Regions from separate parts of the Sus scrofa genome. Here regions 1 and 2 are each linked to region 3. Evidence: chromatin contacts called from public HiChIP or PLAC-seq data. All regions are on one chromosome and are shown on one strand. Each heading gives the region's core, a stretch centred on a gene start, on an enhancer-like site or on the middle of the called end of the contact. The rest is flanking DNA. Distances are from core to core; before and after follow the strand shown. Region 1 has its middle 41 kb from the start of PSMG1. Region 2 has its middle 64 kb from the start of PSMG1. Region 3 has its middle 84 kb from the start of ETS2.

What was found. HiChIP or PLAC-seq counts read pairs in DNA pulled down with a chosen protein or histone mark.
Region 1: a contact with region 3 is called in an H3K27ac HiChIP or PLAC-seq map of alveolar macrophages. The contact joins two enhancer-like sites. A contact is called at or near these places in 2 of 5 promoter capture datasets (fetal skeletal muscle and liver), 33 of 47 Hi-C or Micro-C datasets (adipose tissue, alveolar macrophages, blood and 16 more) and 2 of 2 datasets of contacts at active chromatin or transcription factors (alveolar macrophages and skeletal muscle).
Region 2: an H3K27ac HiChIP or PLAC-seq map of alveolar macrophages shows a contact between it and region 3. The contact joins two enhancer-like sites. A contact is called at or near these places in 1 of 47 Hi-C or Micro-C datasets (retroperitoneal adipose tissue) and 2 of 2 datasets of contacts at active chromatin or transcription factors (alveolar macrophages and skeletal muscle).

The regions. Positions count from the first base shown.
Region 1 is chr13:202,732,689-202,736,433 of Sscrofa11.1, forward strand. No RefSeq gene overlaps it. Among named protein-coding and RNA genes, the nearest start is that of PSMG1, 41 kb to the right of the region's middle. Within about 2 kb of position 1,918, at least 28 of the 83 cell types and tissues checked have an H3K27ac peak or open chromatin away from gene starts, as enhancers often do. A contact at or near this core is called in adipose tissue, alveolar macrophages, liver and 2 more, where this site is marked.
Region 2 is chr13:202,710,247-202,713,908 of Sscrofa11.1, forward strand. No RefSeq gene overlaps it. Among named protein-coding and RNA genes, the nearest start is that of PSMG1, 64 kb to the right of the region's middle. Within about 2 kb of position 1,890, at least 27 of the 83 cell types and tissues checked have an H3K27ac peak or open chromatin away from gene starts, as enhancers often do. A contact at or near this core is called in alveolar macrophages and retroperitoneal adipose tissue, where this site is marked.
Region 3 is chr13:202,378,856-202,382,357 of Sscrofa11.1, forward strand. No RefSeq gene overlaps it. Among named protein-coding and RNA genes, the nearest start is that of ETS2, 84 kb to the right of the region's middle. Within about 2 kb of position 1,511, at least 17 of the 83 cell types and tissues checked have an H3K27ac peak or open chromatin away from gene starts, as enhancers often do. A contact at or near this core is called in adipose tissue, alveolar macrophages, liver and 2 more, where this site is marked.

The DNA of each region.
Region 1 (3,745 bases), core at 668-3,167, 350 kb after region 3:
CAAAAAAAAAAAGTTTAAAAAACCTAATGCTGGATGAGATTTTAAAATTAAAGCCTGGTTAGTACAGTGGACTGCTTATCAGCTGCTTATTTGGGTTTTATAAAGTCGGCCAAGTTTATAATGATCATCCTTTAAAGAGACCCAAAGCCTAGGGCCCGCGGGCAGCACTCTTACTGATGCGGAAATGCCCTGACTCGCCGGCAACTTCTCTGGCCTGTCCTTCCCCGTGGAGCACTTTCCCATGGGCCTGGCTCTCAGAGTCAGCATTCCAACTGGAGAATTCCTCCGCAGGCTCACCTCTCCCTCAACCCGTGAGCCTTCCCACCCCCACCCCCGGGCTGGCACCGCCATACCTGCAGACTTGGGTGAATCCTGGATGATGGCAGCAGTTTGCCCGTCAGAGGGCTCGTTAAGAATGACTCAGTGCCCAGCGGGGGAGCGGCCTCGTGACTCAGCAGGGCCTGGCCCTCCTTGGCGGTCATCAGGCGGGCAGTGCGGGTTCGAGGAGGGCTGACAGGGCTGATCTGGGAGGAGAGAGAAGCTGTTGCTGTGTGGCTCCTGGCACTGGCCATGTCTCTGGGTCCTGCCACCCACCGCCACACACTAGCAGGGCAGGGAAGGAACATGACGGGGGGCGAGGGGGGGTGCACAATGATGCCAAGGGCATCTTATTGTATTTTATTTTCTATTTTTATTTTTAGGGCTGCACCCACGGCACATAGAAGTTCCCAGGCTAGGCGTGGAATCAGAGCTGTAGCCGCCGGCAGACACCACAGACACAGCAACGCCAGATCCCAGCCGTGTCTGCGACCTACACCACAGCTCACGGAAATACCGGATCCTTAACCCACTGAGCAAAGGCCAGGGATCAAATCCTCCTCCTCATAGATCCTAGTCGGGTTGGTAACCTGCCGAGCCACAACTCCCCACCATCCCCCGGTTTAAAGAAGCCACTGAGGGCATCTTTAAAGAAGAGTCACTCTGGAGCAGAGGCACTCAGACCCAAGCCCCTCTCCCAGCTCGGCAGACCCTCCCCCAGAAGCGGTTCACCCCTTGCTTTGATGCCAGCACTGGGTTTGAAGGGCAGGGGAGAGCCTCAGATCCCATATCATCAGTACTATACTCAAAAGTCACACCCCAAGAGGCCACCAGGGGCCACTGGTCCCGCTGGAGGAGGTCTGGGGTGCAAGCCCCACCCCAGCCCTGGCACAGGTCTCACTGTGGATGCAAAGAACCATCTTTGAACACGCTCAGGTATTCCAATTTAAGGAAACAGAGCCAACTCGTTTCTGGCACATGGAGCACACGTGGACATTTCTCCGTGCACCCCAGCCCATCTGCCAAAATTAAAGTCATCAGAGAACTAGAAGACTCGCCCACACGCACAGCCAAAGTGGCGCTGAACATCTAAGAAAGACACGGAGGGTTCAGCCAGCATCCCTCAGTCTCACCGTCAAGAAGAAAGGGAGCTTATTTTCCACCCTAACTGGTAATGATTGCTTTCCCCAAAATTACCCCCCAAAAAGGAACCAGACCTCTCTCACATACACCTGCACATGCACACGCTCAGATCTGTGTTCCAGGAGAGCGCGTCCAGCTGGAGGCAGCCGGGCACCCGCAGCTGGGAGTCTAGACCCAGGCTGGTCGGGGTGGCCCGCGCAGGTCCCAGCACCTGCCCGCCTGGGAAACGACTGAGGCGGGAAAAGGTGAAACTGCAGACTCCAATTTAAGAAATCTGACCTTTTGTCCCTCAAATAATTGGGGAGCAAGATATGACTTTTTTCCTGAGTATATTTATGGTATTTTTCCATTTGAGAAAGCATCCGCCAAGGCAAAAGGAACAATGCTAAGAAGCGCGATTTCCATTTTCAAAGGGAAGGGGAGGCCCTTTTGGAGGGACCACGCCCACATCTGTAAATAGCCAACCTTGGAAGGAACTCGAAGGAAAGCAACGTGTGTGCCTATGTGTGGGGGGAACCTCAGCGGCTAGAGCCTCCCCACCCCTCGTGGCGGCAGGAAACCATCCGCCGGGTGAGGGCTGCAGACCCAGCGGGCGCCCAGGCGGCAAGAGATGCTCCTGGGGTTCCAGGCAAGACCCCCGCGGGCGCACAGACACACACGTTACATACCTTTGTTTCACTGTGTTTATTTCCACTGCAGAAGAGGGACAAGCAGAGGCTGGGGACAGAGTGGAAGGGACGCTTGCTTTACTCTGAGTCTCTTTGTGCCTTTTGAGTTTTGAACTTGAAGTCATTTGCGTACCTGTGTCCTTCGGGGGAACTGTCTCCTAAGAGATTCTGGCACCACTTCCTGACCCAGCAAGAACCCACTCTCCTTCTGGAATACGGGATGCCCTCCCCTTCCCCCCAACCCCAGCACCCCCCACACACACACACACACACAGCACACACAACACAGCATACACACCCTCCCCAACACCCACGGCACACACACACACACACACACACCACACGCACCCCACGCACACACCCTACACACACACAGGAAACACACACACACAGACACGTGTGCGTGCACACCTCCCACAGCATCTCTGAACCCAGGTGCCAGGCAGGGCTCAGCTTGCAAAGCAGGTCAAAGTCGGGTCGGGATGCTGCCTTGGACCCTATAGAAAGGGCCTTGACATCTAAACCTCCGGGATTCAGCGCCATCTAGAGGCTTTCTGCTGCACTGTTTCCCAGCTTGGCGACAGAAAGGCGACCCCAGCTCCTGGCATCGTGAAGGGTGGGGGCCTGAGAAGCCCAAGAAAGGCGCCACGTTGCTGAGGACTCGGGCTGGGGCCGGCCCTGGGGTTTTGTGGTTCCACCCTTCTATGTATTCCACTCCCTCTTCTCACATACACACACACACGCGCGCGCGCGCGCGTATTTAATTTTTTTCCAATTAAGTAAAACATTCGGAAAAATGCCAAAGGTCCTTAGTCATCAAAAAATGTAACCCAGGACTTCCCATTGTGGCTCAGCAGGTTACAAACCCAACTAGTTTCCACGAGGATGCAGGTTCAATCGCTGGCCTCCCTCAGTCAGTTAAAGATCCAGCGTTGCCTTGAGGTTGCAGACGTGGCTTGGATCCTGCGTTGCTGTGGCTGTGGTGTAGGCTGGCAGCTGCAGCTCTGATTCCCCCACTAGCCTGGGTACTTCCATATACCGTGGGTGCAGCCCTAAAAAAAAAGACAAAGAAAAGAAGAAAGAAAGAGAAAGTGCAACCTAAAATCCCACACAGCTGCCCAAATGCCCATGTGAGGAATACCAAGCATTGGTGAGGCTGTGGACCCCTGCAGTGGGCACAAACTGGTTCACGACTGGGAGAAACGGGCGCTCATCTATGGCAGCTGAGCACAGGCAACACTCGGCACCTCAGTCCGACCCCCAGTGTACACCCAACACAAACGTGGGTACACGGACCCGCTGCCCCCCACCCAGGTGGATGAAATAAGGGCCCAGAGGACCTCAGCCCCCTCACCGGGCCGTCTCCCCGTGCGGGAAAGTCCAGGTGCAGTGGTGTCACGGGTGTGGCCGGCCCCTCCATCTGCCCTCTCTCCAACCTCTCTCTAGTAGCAGGTCTCCACCAGGGATGGCTTGGCCCCCAGGGACACTGGGCAATGTCTGGAGACATTCTCCGTTGTCCCCAGGCACACTGGGGAGGAGGTGCCTGCTGGCATCTAGAAGCCCGGGCCAGGAACGCTGGCCAAGGCGCCGTCATCCCCTACCCCCCACCCCCACCC
Region 2 (3,662 bases), core at 640-3,139, 330 kb after region 3:
GCCGTGTGGGGGAGGCTCCAGACTCCTTCCCGGAAGAATGTTCTCAAATCCTTAAAATAAAACGCACGCCTGTTGCAAAGGAAGCCAGTGGTACTGAAACATACAATATGATCAAAACTGTTCCTACACGTCTGGTATAAAAATAGCTGTCGGAGGAGGGATAAATGTGGGATTAACATTTATACACTAATCTCTATAAAATAAATAACCAGCGAGGACCTGTTGTACAGCACAGGAAAATATATACACTATCTTGTAATAACCTATAATGGAAGAAAATGCAAAAGAAAGAATATATATAAATACATATGTAACTGAATCTTTTTTTCTTTTTTTTTTTTTAGGGCCGCACCCATGGCATATGGAAGTTCCCAGGCTAGGGGCTGATTCAGAGCTGCAGCTGCAGCAATGCCAGATCCAAGCTGCGTCTTCAACCTATACCGCAGCTTGTGGCAATGCCAAATCCTTTATCCTACTGCGTGAGGTCAGGGATCAAATACACATACTCGTGAATACCACTCGGATTCTTAACCCACCAAGCCACAGCGGGAACTCACATAACCGAATCACTTTGCTGCACACTTGAAACGAACACAATATTGAAAACCAACTATATGCCAATTAAAATTTTTTAAATGGATGTGCTTCCTTAGCTCACTTGATAACAAGTGCCAGCCATGAGTCTAACATACCCATCCAACATTTCAAAGGGGTGAAGAGTGAATACAATTTCTATTTTTTTTTTTTTTTTGGTCTTTGTTGTCTTTTTAGGGCCATACCCAAGGCATATGGAGGTTCTCAGGCTAGGGGTCTAATCGGAACTACAACTGCTGACCTACGCCACAGCAACGTGAGATCTGAGCCGCATCTGCGACCTACACCAGAGTTCACGGGCAATGCCGGATCCTCAACCCACTGAGCAAGGCCAGAGATTGAACCTGCAACCTCATGGTTCCTAGTCGGATTCATTTCTGCTGCGCCACGACAGGAATTCTCTACTTTCTACATTTCTGAAGCAATTGTAATGCGGTGAGAAGTTCCCTGGGGTTTCTGTCCAGACAACATGGCAGGAACTCCTGCCACCACTGCTGCTGAGTGCTGGCCCCACAATGGATGTGTGGAGATGCCAAATTTGGTCCAAGGCTGGAGGTACTGAAAATGGGGAAGCCATCTGTCCCATGCAAGTCCAGGACCCTTGAATTCCATGTGTGGTTGAGAAAGCACACCTGGGAGGAGGGCGAGGGGCCCGCAGGTGCTTCCCGGCCGCCTCTTCCGCCTTCCCAGCATCCTCGTCTCCCACTGGGCAGGACGCTCATGCCCACATGGTCCCCTCCTAAGCCCTACCTGTAACCGGGAGACCCTGACGGTGACTGGGCAGTGGCCCGTGCAGACAGCATCTTTCGCAAAGATACCCACTGCATCCCCACAACCAACTCCAACCTTCAGCGAGGTGGGGCCGCTGACGGGAGCAGCTACTACCCAAAGCACCTGCCACTGTGACCACAGAGGAAGTAGCCCCCTCTCCTGGTGACCCTGAGAAAACTGGGGAGTCATCAAGGGAGGAAGAAACTGCCAAAGAGTGACCTCTCCTGGCCCCTCCCGTCCTCCTCACTCCGTATGTAGAAACTGGCCACTTAGCTCCACTGAGGAACTCCTGGCTCCCCAGGCGAAGGGGGCCCTTGGCAGGTGAGGAGCCCCATGCAAAGGGCGACCCTTTTTGCAAGGAGCTGAGAGCAAGAGAGATTGCTGGTTGCCTGTCATCTTATTAACTGAAAAAGCTAAGCCCCGAGATCATTCGAAGGCACAAACACAGCACACGGCCCCTTACAGGACTCTCCTCGGCTTTTTCTTAACATCCGTGGCCCTTGGGCAGTTCTCCAGCCATGGGCGGTGGCTCTTGGATGGAGAAGCAGTCTGGCAGGGGGTCATCTCCAAGCACAAAGACCGAGGCAATTCCTGCGTCCACGGAGCCGGGGGACGCGTCATTTCCTCATCCCATTCTTAAAAAGCCTTCTCAGAATCCACACTGAGGACCGTTCTTATTTTAGACGCCTGGTTGACTGGAGGCCCAAGTCATATTTCTATAAGCAGGTTGCGGGTTATTTTTTTTCTTGAATGGAATTGTTTTGCTTGTTTGTTTCACTTCCTCTTTGGGGAAACCAAGGAACACGAGTTCCCCTTTTCCTGGTATTCAAAGTACGTCAGTCCAGTCTGAGCAAATGCAGAGGGAAGCAGAGGAGTTTCATTGTTTGACAAATGCATCCGCTACGAGGCTTTTGTTTTCTTTTCTTTTTTGCCTTTTTTGCTTTTTTTTCTTTGTTTGTTTGCTTTTTAGGGCCGCACCCGTGGTCCCCAGGCTAGGGGTCTAATTGGACCTATGGCTGCTGGTCTATGCCACAGCCACAGCAACACCAGATCTGAGCCACGTCTGTGACCTACACCACAGCTAACGGTAACATCAGATCCTTAATCCACGGAGCGAGGCCAGGGATCGAACCCGCAACCTCATGGTTCCTAGTGGGATTCGTTTCCGCTGCGCCATGACAGGAGCTCCTATTTTATTTTCCCAAGTGCCCTCAGAATGTGGGTGGGTCTCCAAAGAGCCATCTGGCCCTGGTAAGGTGTGGCTTCAAGGGCAGGATGGGGGTGCAGGGGCATGTCTGCCCGCTGAGCCCCATGGCCTGACAGCGGCCAAGTTTTAGTAAAGGAGTGGGATCGATAGACACGCTGCTCAGCGGCGGCCCCGTGTTTTCTCCGCCCCTCCGGGATTTTGAACTTGCTGAAAGTTTCAGGTGTGTGAAGAGGACAACTTCTGATCTACTCAGGTCTGACGTCTCAACCGCATTTCCAAAGAGAGTAGCAAAGACACATTTACCTTAAATATGCCTCGTCCTCCAGGGCGCATGGCAACCTGCTTTCTTCCGCAGCCCAGGACGGAGAAACAGAAGCCCTGGGAGGTGGGCACACGGGCCCAGCCTGAGGGCAGAGAGACCACAAGGCCACAGAGAGCCTTAGCCGGTGAGATCCCTAAGCTCCAGTGTCACACAGCCTCCGAGGGACTGGATGTGCCTTGTCCCCCAGAACCTCCAAAGGAACCTCCGAGGGGGTTCTCTGGGGGCCAGCCACCTGCTTTTTCAAGAACGAGGCCAAGTTCTAATCCTCCTTCCCCAGGTCCTCATGAGCTTAAATAATTGCATTTTTTTGTCTTTTTTTTTTTTGGTCTTTTCTAGGGCCACACCCACAGCATATGGAGGTTCCCAGGCTAGGGGTCCAATCGGAGCCGTAGCCACCGGCCTACGCCAGAGCCACAGCAACGCAGGATCTGACCCACATCTGTGACCTACACCACAACTCATGGCAATGCAGGATCCTTAATCCACTGAGTGAGGCCAGGGATCGAACCCGCAACCTCATGGTTCCTAGTCGAATTCGTTAACCACTGAGCCAAGACGGGAACTCCAATAATTGCATTTTCTAATATCTGTCCCCTTTCTATTTATTTTAATTTTTTTAGGGCTGCACCCACAGCATATGCAAGTACGTGGGCTAGGGGTCAAATCAGAGCTGCAGCGGCCAGCCTACACCACAGCTATGGTAACGCTGGGTCCAAGCCGCCTCTATGCCCTCACACCACGGCTTGCAGCAATGCTGGATCCTTAACC
Region 3 (3,502 bases), core at 261-2,760:
AATATTTAATGTGTATTCATTCATTTACTCTCACAAAAGCCATTTTACTTAGGTGGACTATTGTTCCCATTTTACAGACGGAAAGAAAGGAAGCAAGAGTGAGACTAAATAAACTGCTTGTGGCTACACTCCTACTACATAGGGGAGCCAGGATCTAAAGCCAGCTCCTGACGCCAGAGGGCCTTAACCATCACACTACATGGCCTCTTCATGCATACATCACTTTAAAATCAGTGGAGGAAAAAAATCATTTTAAAAGAATTTACACGGATGGCCAAAAAGTCGGTGAAGAGATGCTCAATATTGCCAATCACTGGAGAAATGCACATCAAAAATACAGTGAGGGGTCACATCATGCCATCATCAAAAAGCCTACAAACAATAAATGCCGGAGAGGATGTGGGGAAAAAGGAACACACTTACACTATTGGTGGGAATGTAAGTTGGTACCACCACCATGAAAAACAGTATGGATGTTCCTCAGAAAACTAAATATAAAAGTACCATATAATCTAGCAATCCTACTTCGAAAGAAGTTCGATCCCTGGCCTCACTCAGTGGGTTAAGGATCTGGTGTTGCTGTGACCTGTGGTGTAGGTCGCAGATGAGGCTCAGATCTGGTGTTGCTGTGGCTGGGGTGGAGGCCAGCAGCTGCAGCTCTGATTCAATCCCTAGTCTGGGAACCTCCATGTGCCACAGATGCGGCCCTAAAACGCAAAAAAAAAAAAAAAAAGGATTGCTGGTTCAAAACCCCGGCATTATGGGAGGCAGCAGCTTGCAATGCCGAAGGCCATTCACCCCGTCAATTGACATTCCAATATTGCATTCAACAAATACTTACTGGATATCTTTCATTGTGCCAACTGCATTTCTAAGATTTAAAGCATTCAGCAAATCCTTTTTGAAATGCCAGGGGTTTGAGGTTAAAAAAAAAAAAAAAAAGGAGCCACAGATGTTTGCATGTCAGGAAACAGAACATCAGGGATCTGTTAAACCATCCAACGTCAACTCTGGACAAACCTTCCTTTCAAACAAATAAATATAAAGACTTCTCCTTGAAAGTGTGTTGGTAGACGATGAAAAAGGTGGGTGGTGATGGGAGGGCTTGGATGGTGATGGGAGGTGGAACCCAGCAACTGAACTTATGAGAGATTCTGGGAAAGCTTTATTCATCAACGCGCCAGTCGTAACCCTCAAATAAGCGCATCATTCAAGCGGTGAACTTTGGAGAATTAAAACTGTGAGACTCTGAAAGCAGGACACACCCTCGTTGGCTCAACCTGATATAAAACCATGCCCTCCTGCCTTTCCCCTTTCTGTTTGCCTGTTTGCTTAATCATATTACTCTGACCTTCCTACAATTGCATAATAGAGTGATTTCTCAAAGGAAACCATTGAAGTTCATTCCATTTGCATCAATCAAAGCTTTCCTCCCCTTAAAACTAACTTCCCTCTAGCCTTTCAAATTAAACCAAGGGATGGCTTTTGCCTCCCCGTCTCTGAGGGAATATGAAAGTGGAACCACTTCATGTCTGTGTAAGCAGTCTGCACAGAGGGCTCTGTCCAGGAAGCTGCAGCTCTATTGTAAAATATTCCAGTTCTGCGGATCAAAAGTGGTTGCGGCGAGTCGTGAAGTCTCTGCTTCTTTGTTTTTAAGATGTAACATTAAACCTGATGTGATGCCACAGGTTTGAGCACAATTTGTGTCCAAGAAAGGGTTTTAGGAGCTCCTGGTGCGGCTCAGCAGGTTAAGAACCCGACATGGTGTCTGGGGAGGATGTGGGTTCGATCCCTGGTCTCTCTCAGTGGGTTAAGGATCCGGCATTGCCGTGAGCTGTGGTGTAGGCTGGCAGCTGTAGCTCTGATTCAATCCCTAGCCCAGGAACTTCCATATGCCTCAAGTGAGGCCCTAAAAATAAATATATAAATTAAAAAAAGAAAGGTTTTAGCAGAAGTGCCTAGATCCCCAAGAAACAAAGAGTGATTGATGTGCCCCCTGGGATTTGAAATTTCAAGGCTCAAGGAAGCTCATGGTGAGAGACCCTTCTCTTCTCAAGCCTTTAATTCCACACTTGAAAAAAAAAGAGATGGAACCAGAGTTTCCCAAGGCTCTTCCTGGTTTGCACATGTGGCTCTAGAACAATGAAATGCCGGGGACAGTGGAAGACCTTCCTTCTTTCCACCCTGCTGGACGGTACTTGACACTCTGGATGCCTCTGCTCAGGGCTCTTCTTGATCATCCTTGGGCCAAGGATGCCTTCCCTGAGGAGTGGGACTCTAAGTCTCCAGCCATCCGTAGCTCTGCTCCTCCCCTTGGGTTTCTCAGTATCCTCTTAGAGCCAGGGCAACCAGAGAAAGAATCTAATATTAATCCACACATGTAAAGAGTATTGGGAATGAATGAACAACTATTTCATAATCACCTAATGCATACCAACCCTTTCGTCCTTCCAGGAACCAGATGAAAGCCAATCAGCCAAATATTTCATTGCCCTCTTGTGTGGCTGGCACTGTGAAGACTGACTCTCCAGTGGGGACAGAACAGACGGAGCCCTGCTCCCAGGGAGGTGACTCTCTGAAGCAGGGAACAAGTAGGAAACAAAAGGGCATGCAGATTCACAGATTACTCCATAGTCTCATGGTTCCAGGGAGGAAGGGGAAGGGCTCTGAGGAACTGGACGCCTTAAGGGAGGACGGTAAAGAAGACAGCTGAGGGAATGAAGGCATCCCCTGGGGGGATAAGGGTGCAGGGCCAAAGGCCCAGAGAACCTGGTTGGTGAGTCCGAGAAGGGAAAGGTCAGTGGGGAGGAAGCTTAGGGGACGGAACACAAGGTGATGTCATCCCTAGACCGGAAGGGCCAGTTCCTGCAGGGCCTTGAATGATGGGCAGCAAGTGTGGGTTTTATTCTGAGTGCAAAGATCAGCCTTATGCAAACAAGTCTAGTGCAGCTTCCACCTACAAATATGCAGGCTCTCAGGGCCGGGCACACCCTCCTCCCTCGACAGAGAAGCGCTCCCGGCACCACTTCCGGTATCTTCCACTGCGTGTATTTCAGTCACATATGGGACTTGTTCATTATGTCTTATCTTCCACTGTAGCACAGAAAGGTTTGGCCTCTGCAATAAAAAATCAAGAGTCCAGTCGCTTGAGGGAAGGAGGAGGAAGAGGAAACAGGGTAGCTTTCCCAGCTGCCCTACCTCATTTATGCAAAAAGCCACTGTGGTCCCATATGGTCCGATTATAGGAGCTTCCTAGCAGTTGTTTTAGAGAAGCCGGTGGTCAACCGGACTGGATTGTTGGGTTTATTAAAAGGCAGTATTTCCCCTTATGTGGACTGTGGATATTTCAAGAGACGTCAAACTATATTATATGGAAAGGTTTGGCAAGATGGAATGAAGGAAAATTAAGTAGATTTCTTGACCAAGGGACTTGTCAGAGCCCTTTACCTGGAACTGCAGGGAGGGTGTCTGTGTTACCATAACAACTATACAGGTCCTACCC